2 separate regions of the Canis lupus genome follow, and region 1 is linked to region 2. A link is a contact called in public Hi-C data. All regions are on one chromosome and are shown on one strand. Each heading gives the region's core, a stretch centred on a gene start, on an enhancer-like site or on the middle of the called end of the contact. The rest is flanking DNA. Distances are from core to core; before and after follow the strand shown.

Region 1 (3,837 bases), core at 640-3,139, 150 kb before region 2:
AATATCCTCAGACTAGAACAAAACAGTAAATGTGTATTTAGGCATTTTTCTTCTTAAACTAATGCATTAATCAGTTAGGTTTTACCTGATGCCAGTAAGATGTATTCTATAAATAGCTTTAAAAAGGGGGAGGGCATGTATGGCTGGCTCAGTTGGCAGAGCATGCCACTCTTGATCTCAGGACTGTGGGTTTGAACCCCATGTTGGGTGTGGAGATTACCTAAAAATAAAATCTAAGAAAAAGGAGGAGGAGAAGAAACCAATCATCGTGTGCTCATGACAATACTAAAACGTTAGCATTGTGTCGGAACCTCAAAATCCCTGAATTAATAAAAATTTACATCAGATTATCAAGATCACAGAAAATATCAGTAAAATCTACTACTGAAAAAAAATGACTGGAGAGCAGTCCTCCAGATGTGTATTTTGTTTGCTTTCCCTGCTCCCACAAAAGTGATACTTTCTGGCAAATTAAAATACATGGACTCATAGAGTTTTCAACAGGAAAGAACCCTCCAGATGACCCAGTAATTCTCCTTATATTAGGGATGAGATAAAGGTCCCTATTCAGTGAAGGACAGACTAGTTCTGGAGAAGTCCAATTTCCCAGGGGCTCCTGTTTGTAAATGAGCTTAATTTTAAACCCAGCAATGTCATCTAAGCAGTCTGGCCAGGCCCACAGACTACTTTGGAACTAGGTTCCCTTCTGCCAAACTCCCAGACTCAGCCCTGTGACCTTTAGTAATCAATTCCACTAATCTCCTCTGTGCAACCACAGAGCTACCCTAGCAGGTCCCATGTTGTCTAGATTCCAGAACTATCTGTTCCTTTGTCAACGTTCACTCGCCCCTACCTCCTGAAGGTTGTGGATGAAGCTGAGCGCCAGATACACACACCTTCTGTATCTTTGTATCCTTGGCTCCTGTCATATAGTAGTAGGTGGTTCAACAAATTCTGTTAAGGCAAACAGGCATCCACACACAGACCGACTGTTGCCCAAGGGAGGAAAAAAAAAGTGTGCGTGGTGAGAGGAGGGAAGAGAAGACTTAGAAAGTCGGATGGGAACCGTGAGAAAGGGGAGAGATGACCTCCTGCAAACTGACCTGGCTGGGGGCAAAAGACAAGGGAAGGAGCGTGTTCATCACGGGTTCAAGTCAAGTAGTTCTCTTCCCTTGTCATAAAGAGAGGAAGCAGGTCAGACACCAGATTCTGCTTAAGTGGAACACTAACCTTTTTTTTTTTTTAATTTTATTTACTTATTCATGAGAGACACACACAGAGAGAGGCAGAGGCACAGGCAGAGAGAGAAGCAGGCTCCCTGCAGGGAGCCCGACGTGGGACCCTACCCCGGGTCTCCAGGGTCACGCCCTGCGCCGAAGGCTGCCCCTCCCCCACCGAACCCTAACCTTAAAGGCAAACCTTAACCTTAAGGTAAAACGAACATTCCCTGCCTCAACTTCTTTTTTAAAAAAATTACATTTTCGCAAAGCGGGCTAACATATACGGAGGCGGCGCCGGCCACGCTTCTGCTCCGGAGGCGGGAGCGGATCTGGGAGGCGAGGAGCCAAGGGAAGCGGAGGGGTCGCGGGCACGGAGGCCCCCGGGGGCCGAGCCCCGCTGGGGCGACCTGAAGCCATCACCGTCCGCGGCTTCGGGGAGCCCGGCGCGCCACGCGGGCCGCCCTTCGCATACCTTTCGGGGCCGAGGGCGGAGGAGCTGCGGCGCCAGGCCGTGCCCACGGTCCCACCCGTAATTGGGACGGACGCCGGGCAGGTCTCCCGTAGGTGCAGCAGCCTCGCCGAGCCGCCCGACCTCGGGGCCAGGCTGTTGCGCCCCGTTGCCAGGGAGACAGCGTGGGGCATGCTGGGAAGCGGCGGGAGGCGGCACGGGGCCGGGCGCCGAGGCGGAAGTGTGCGGTGACCCAGGTGGGCGGGGAAAGGCGACCAGGTCGGGCCCGCCTGGCTCTCCTAACGTGGCAGCGGCCCTCTCGGAGCTGACATCCCCGCCTGCCTTGAGCGACCTCGCGCCCCGCGGCCCCGGAGCCCCTGTGCCCCCGCGCCCTCCGGCTCCACCAGCTTCCTGGACGCGAGCTTTCCCAGTGACGTCATACGCGGCGACTTCCGGTTCCCGCTCCCCAGGTCGGACCCTCACGTGCGGGCGGTTCCAGCAGTGGCTCCTGCAGCCTTTTAATGGAAGGGCCGGCCCCGGGGAGGACGGTGCAGGTGCGCTCGGCTGCTGGCCCGGGTGGCCGGTTATGAGGGTTGTGGAGGAGCGAGGTGTGAAGGCCTGTGTTTGACGACTGGCCTCAAGCCTTCTGGGCGCCTTCCTCCGACCCAGCACACGTTTGTTCAGCTCCTGCGAGGCCCTGTAATTAGCTTAGGAGGAGTGGCCACGGCCTCCGTTCGCATAAGCTTTGCAAGACAGACGTCAATAAATAACTGCTATACCAGATAAGATGCTGAGGAGGGCAGGGCCAAAACTGGGGTGAACTGGCGTGGGCGCAAAATGCAAGGGGTGCCCCAGAAGTCTGTAATCAAGATAGACACATTTTAATGCAATATAATTAAAAATCAAAATCAATGCAAAAGAAATCGGGCGTCGATAAAAATCTCATGGTTTTTAAATAAAGACCGTGCCACGCTGAGCCCTATTGGAGCGGGAGGCCCAAGGAAAAGCTAGTAACACACACTCTGTGACTCCAGTTAGCCAGAGAGGGAGCGATATTCTTGGTCCTGAGCCAGATATGCAATTGCAAGAAGAGGGAAAGAACCTCTAGTTAGGGTGAAGCTGGGGAGTTCCTGCATGCATGTAGCAGTAATTTTCCTTACTCAAAACTATATGCCAATTAAGATGGGACTGACCACAAGCCAAGGCCTAAACGAAATTCCCAGACTGATTATCAATAAAGAAAAACTGGATGGGTATCATTGACCCTACACACTTTCGTTAACTGAAGCCCGGTACTCTCTGGTTCGTTAGTTATGAGAGTGAGAGGGTATCATTTTTATAGCTCAGGACTTTTTATTTTGACCCCGCGAAAATGTTGTTGCAAGGTGATGACTGTTATGTTTCCATATCAGAGCCCGCAGTAGGCTCTGTTAGTATGTCAGTAATGGGCTTTAACTGATTTTCTTTTAGAATCAATAGCCTCCACCCTATCCAGAGATTAAACTCCATGAAACCATTGCATTTGTGCCTTGTCACACATGGGGAAAGCAAAAGAGAATGAAAAGGCACTCAGCTAGGTGGTGTTACTTGAGCATCTAGGTAAGAATTGAGAGGCTAACGCCTAATATGTTCTGTTTAAAGAGCTGTTCATAACATTTGATGTTGGTTTGTGGTGTTGGAAATTAAGACTCGGTCCCCATTAAACAGCATTAGTTGAAAGTGTGTTCTGCTGTTTTAAACAGGCAATTCTTCAGACAGTCATCATGGGTATTCGAGGACTAATGAGCTTTGTGGAAGATCATAGTAATGAGTTCTTCACTGATTTGAAGTTAAGAGACACAAAAATTGTCATTGATGGCTACGCTCTCTTCCACCGGCTTTGCTTCAACTCAAACTTGGAACTTCGGTATGGAGGAGACTATGATTCTTTTGCAGATGTTGCACAAAAATTCTTTGAATCACTGTTGGCTTGTAATATCTGTCCATATGTTGTATTAGATGGAGGATGTGATATTTCCGATAAAAAACTTAAAACTTTAAAGGATCGAGCTAGGGAGAAGATCCAGATGGCTCATTCCCTTTCTGTTGGTGGGGGTGGGTATGTGTGTCCTTTACTCATCCGGGAAGCATTCATACAGGTTTTGATCAAGCTACAAGTGTCTTTTGTCC
Region 2 (3,533 bases), core at 222-2,721:
TTCATGAAGAGTAAAACTGAGCAATATAATCGTGCCGCTCGTATTTCCCACATATCCCAGGGTCTCAGGCAGCAAAACAGATCATGCATATAAGAAATATCTATGCGAAAATTACCAGTCCTACCTAGGGCAACTGAGCTTACGTTCTTAAAATGGGAAAAACAAGTGAGAAAGCAACCAGCAAACCCCACTGCCTCTCCTTTGTGCCAGTTCAGATTTTAAAAACCAAAAGACACAAGAAGACAAACTGTAATTTGTGTAAGTATCTTTCATAGCATCTTGCAGACCAGGGTGGGGAAAGAAAAGAGAAAGATTATCACACACAAGTCAGAAGTCAGTCCCGGGAATGAATAAGTGTGGTTGTTTCAGGAGAGGAAATAATATTCAGAGTTATTCGACGCTTTTGGAAAATCACCAGTGCTGTCTAGTGAAAAGGCATTAAATACTTTAATGCGACCAAAGAAATCAAGTAACATGTGAATGATGATCTAGTGGTCCAAAGTGCACAGTGGACAAACAAGTTCCACTGTCAACCTCCTAAATGATGTTCTCAAATAGGGAGGGAGGAACTTTAATAAGAGAGGAAATCTCCTCGTTAACATTCTGTTAAATTCAAAGTTATTTTTTTTTATGAAGTGAAAAACAAATCTCCATGAACTAAAAACTGTCTCGTTTCTTATAAACTAATCCAGTCACATAACATTATCAAGGCTTGATATGCAAATATACGGAGAGGCAGTGCATCCCCTTCCCTCTCCCTTTCCATTTCCCCTCGAGTGATTCCTTTCAAATAACTATTTAAAACAAGCACAGATGCTATCAGAAATGAAAACTTCCCTTCCATTCCCTAAAGACAGCAGCTCTCTCAGGAAAGCAGAATAAAGCTCAGTCAGCCCATAGCGCCTTAATTTCCGAAATGCCCTATGTTACCAAAATAAATGCTAGTATCCCAAGAAAGCAATTCCTTGGATACTTCACAAATGGGGAAAAAAAAAAAAAATCAGGAAAATAAAAAGGTGGAAAAAAAGAAAGGCAACTTAAAAGCAAACCACCACACCCTCAACTCCGCGTTGCAATCCGTCTGCCAGGGGCCTTTACCTTCATTTTCCATCGAAACTGCACTTGGGTTGATGGCTACAAAGTCTTTAGTGTCAGCCGCGGCCACACTGGGAATAGAGAGGAGAGGAGGACAAGGAAGAGAAGCCCCCGGAATCCCAGGCTGTCACCCCCTCTCCCGGCCACACGTCCCACGGCTGCTCCCACCACCCCTAGCAGCAGCATCTGCAAGAGAAACCGGGAGAAGCGGCGCTGACGGGAGACGCGCAGAGGAGGGAGCCCCCGCCCCGCCCCCCCCCGCCTCAGCCCCCCGCGACGCCCCCAGCTCCAGCCGGCGGGGCGGCGCCCTAGAGACACCCGCGGGCCGGGGTATCCCCGGACGCTCCCTCCCTCAGGACCTGGAAGTTTCTGGAAATGAGGGGCACGAGGTTACACTGGTGCCCTCCCAAAGCCCCAGAACCCGGTCCTCCGGGCTGCGGGGACGGGGGGCGGGGATGGGGGGACTCACCCGCGAGGCTCGCGGGAGCGCCCCGCACGCTTGGGGCGAAAAGGAGTGGCCCGCCGAGCGGCGGCGCCAAGCGGGAGCCCGCTCCCGGCGTGAGGAGGGAGCGCACTGAGGGCGGTCGGGGAGGGGAAAGGAGAGGAGGCGAGGGGACCCGTCACGGTCGGCCCGGCCGCTCCGGCGCGGCCGCGCGGCTCTGCGCCCGCCTCCGCCTCCTGCGCTCGGCCCCTCCCCGCCGCCCGCCGCCCCCCGCCCCGGCACGCTCCGCACTCCCGGGCCCGCCGCGGACCGAGCTTTGTCGCTACTACTTCCGCCGCGAGAGGAGCGCGCGCACGCGCACTGTCACGCACGGGCGCCGACGGCGGAAGTGGAGCTCGGGCCGCGCCGCCCGCCGCGAAAGCGTGGTTGGTTGCGGGTGCGGAGCAGTCCCGCGGGAGGGCGCGCCGGGTGCGAGGCCCTCCCCGGCCCTCCCCGGCCCTCCCCGCCCTGTGGAGGCTCCTCGCCGACCCCCGGTGCCCGCCCGTTTCCACGCACCCACTGGGCGCGAGGGGCGGAGGCCCAGCCCCGGCCACGCATCGTCGAGAGGCCGCCGCGGGGCCGGGCCAAGCGGGCGGGCCCGCGCGTGCTCCGCGCCCCGCAGGTGTCCGAGGGTCCGCAGGTGTCCCGACTCCTCCCCACGTCGGGATGGCCGTCACAATCTCGGCGGGCGACGCGAGGACCTCCGAGGGAAGGGGCGAACGCAGAGAGACTGCGGTCCTCCGTGGGACTTGCCACCCGCCCTCGCAGGCCCCCGGGGCGGCCGCTTGGCTCCGACCGCGGGCGCAGGTCGTGGCGGGGCGACTTCCCGAAGTTGTGCGCGGCCAAGGGATCGGTCTCCTCCAGGGCCCGTGTGTGCGGAGACGGCGAGCATCGGCTGCAGAGCTCGGGGGAGGGACTCCGCCTTTTCAGGTGTGTGGAAGCCGGAGAAGGTGCATCACCTTCGGCCACTGGCTGTGTCTTTTGCCGCTTGAATCTTTCACTTGCTCAGCATCTTAACCCAGACAACCCCCCTCTCCCCCCGCCATAAGTAATTTTTTTTTTTTTTTTATGGACAGTTGATGTTAATAAATAAGCCTTGGTAAACCAGAAACAGACTGAAACGAAGTCCTCTCACACCCAGATCCGCTAGAGGGCAGGGCTACACCTGCTGAGCTCGACCGCTTCCGCCACCAAGAACCCGACGGCAGAAGTCCTCCCTTGTGTGCTAGAGGTATTTTTCTCCATTCACACTTTTTCTCATTAAAAAAAACAACAGCAACAAGAACAAAAAAACTTGCCCCTTATCTCAGATCCTGTAACATGTTCTCTGACCACATGTTCGATGTCAAAATAGTGGTTATTTCTTTTTTTTTTTTTTTCATGATAGGCACACAGTGAGAGAGAGAGAGGCAGAGACACAGGCAGAGGGAGCCCGACGCGGGATTCGATCCCGGGTCTCCAGGATCAAGCCCTGGGCCGAAGGCAGGCGCTAAACTGCTGCGCCACCCAGGGATCCCTCAATGTCAAAATAAACAACCGAACCGAGTTACCTGTGTTGCCCATTTAATCCCAAATATGGGGGAATTAGTCTAGGGTCAAAAGTTCTGGACAGCTTTCTAGATGCACTTCTCCACGAAGAAACGTTAAGGTTTTATTCGACGAAGTCACTTTAAAATTCCCAAACCATAAATATAAAACTAGTTTCTAATGTCCCGAGTTACTATCCATGACGCTTCTGGCTTACATGCTTAGAGATTTTTGCCTACCCAGTGGTGTTATAAGCACCATTTGTAATGCAATGAACGTGCTATCTCTTGCTCAGTGTTGTGATTAATCTTTAATGACTATTAGTTACTATCCTTTTGGACCTTGACGCCACAGCATCCTATTAAAAACATAAGCATCTAAAGTAGAAGATGCAAATGTAGACATTATTTGAGACTAACCTATGATCTTA

Evidence for each region. Hi-C and Micro-C count contacts between places; a contact is called where the count stands out from the background.
Region 1: a contact with region 2 is called in a Hi-C map of blood, with 2.0 times the contacts expected there. The contact joins the promoter of ASTE1 here to the promoter of LOC119877453 in region 2. A contact is called at or near these places in 2 of 9 Hi-C or Micro-C datasets (both in blood).

Annotation. Positions count from the first base shown.
Region 1 is chr23:28,754,067-28,757,903 of UU_Cfam_GSD_1.0, reverse strand. It overlaps ASTE1 (protein asteroid homolog 1), which reads left to right and starts at 1,889. Exons shown (of 5, transcript XR_005377021.1): 1 at 1,889-2,222; 2 at 3,411-3,837. It overlaps NEK11 (serine/threonine-protein kinase Nek11), which reads right to left and starts at 1,830. Exons shown (of 17, transcript XM_038570831.1): 1 at 1,693-1,830.
Region 2 is chr23:28,608,312-28,611,844 of UU_Cfam_GSD_1.0, reverse strand. LOC119877453 (collagen alpha-1(I) chain-like) reads left to right here and starts at 1,471. Exons shown (of 8, transcript XM_038571347.1): 1 at 1,471-2,506; 2 at 2,718-2,807. The coding sequence starts at 1,471. It overlaps ATP2C1 (calcium-transporting ATPase type 2C member 1), which reads right to left and starts at 1,728. Exons shown (of 28, transcript XM_038570826.1): 1 at 1,565-1,728.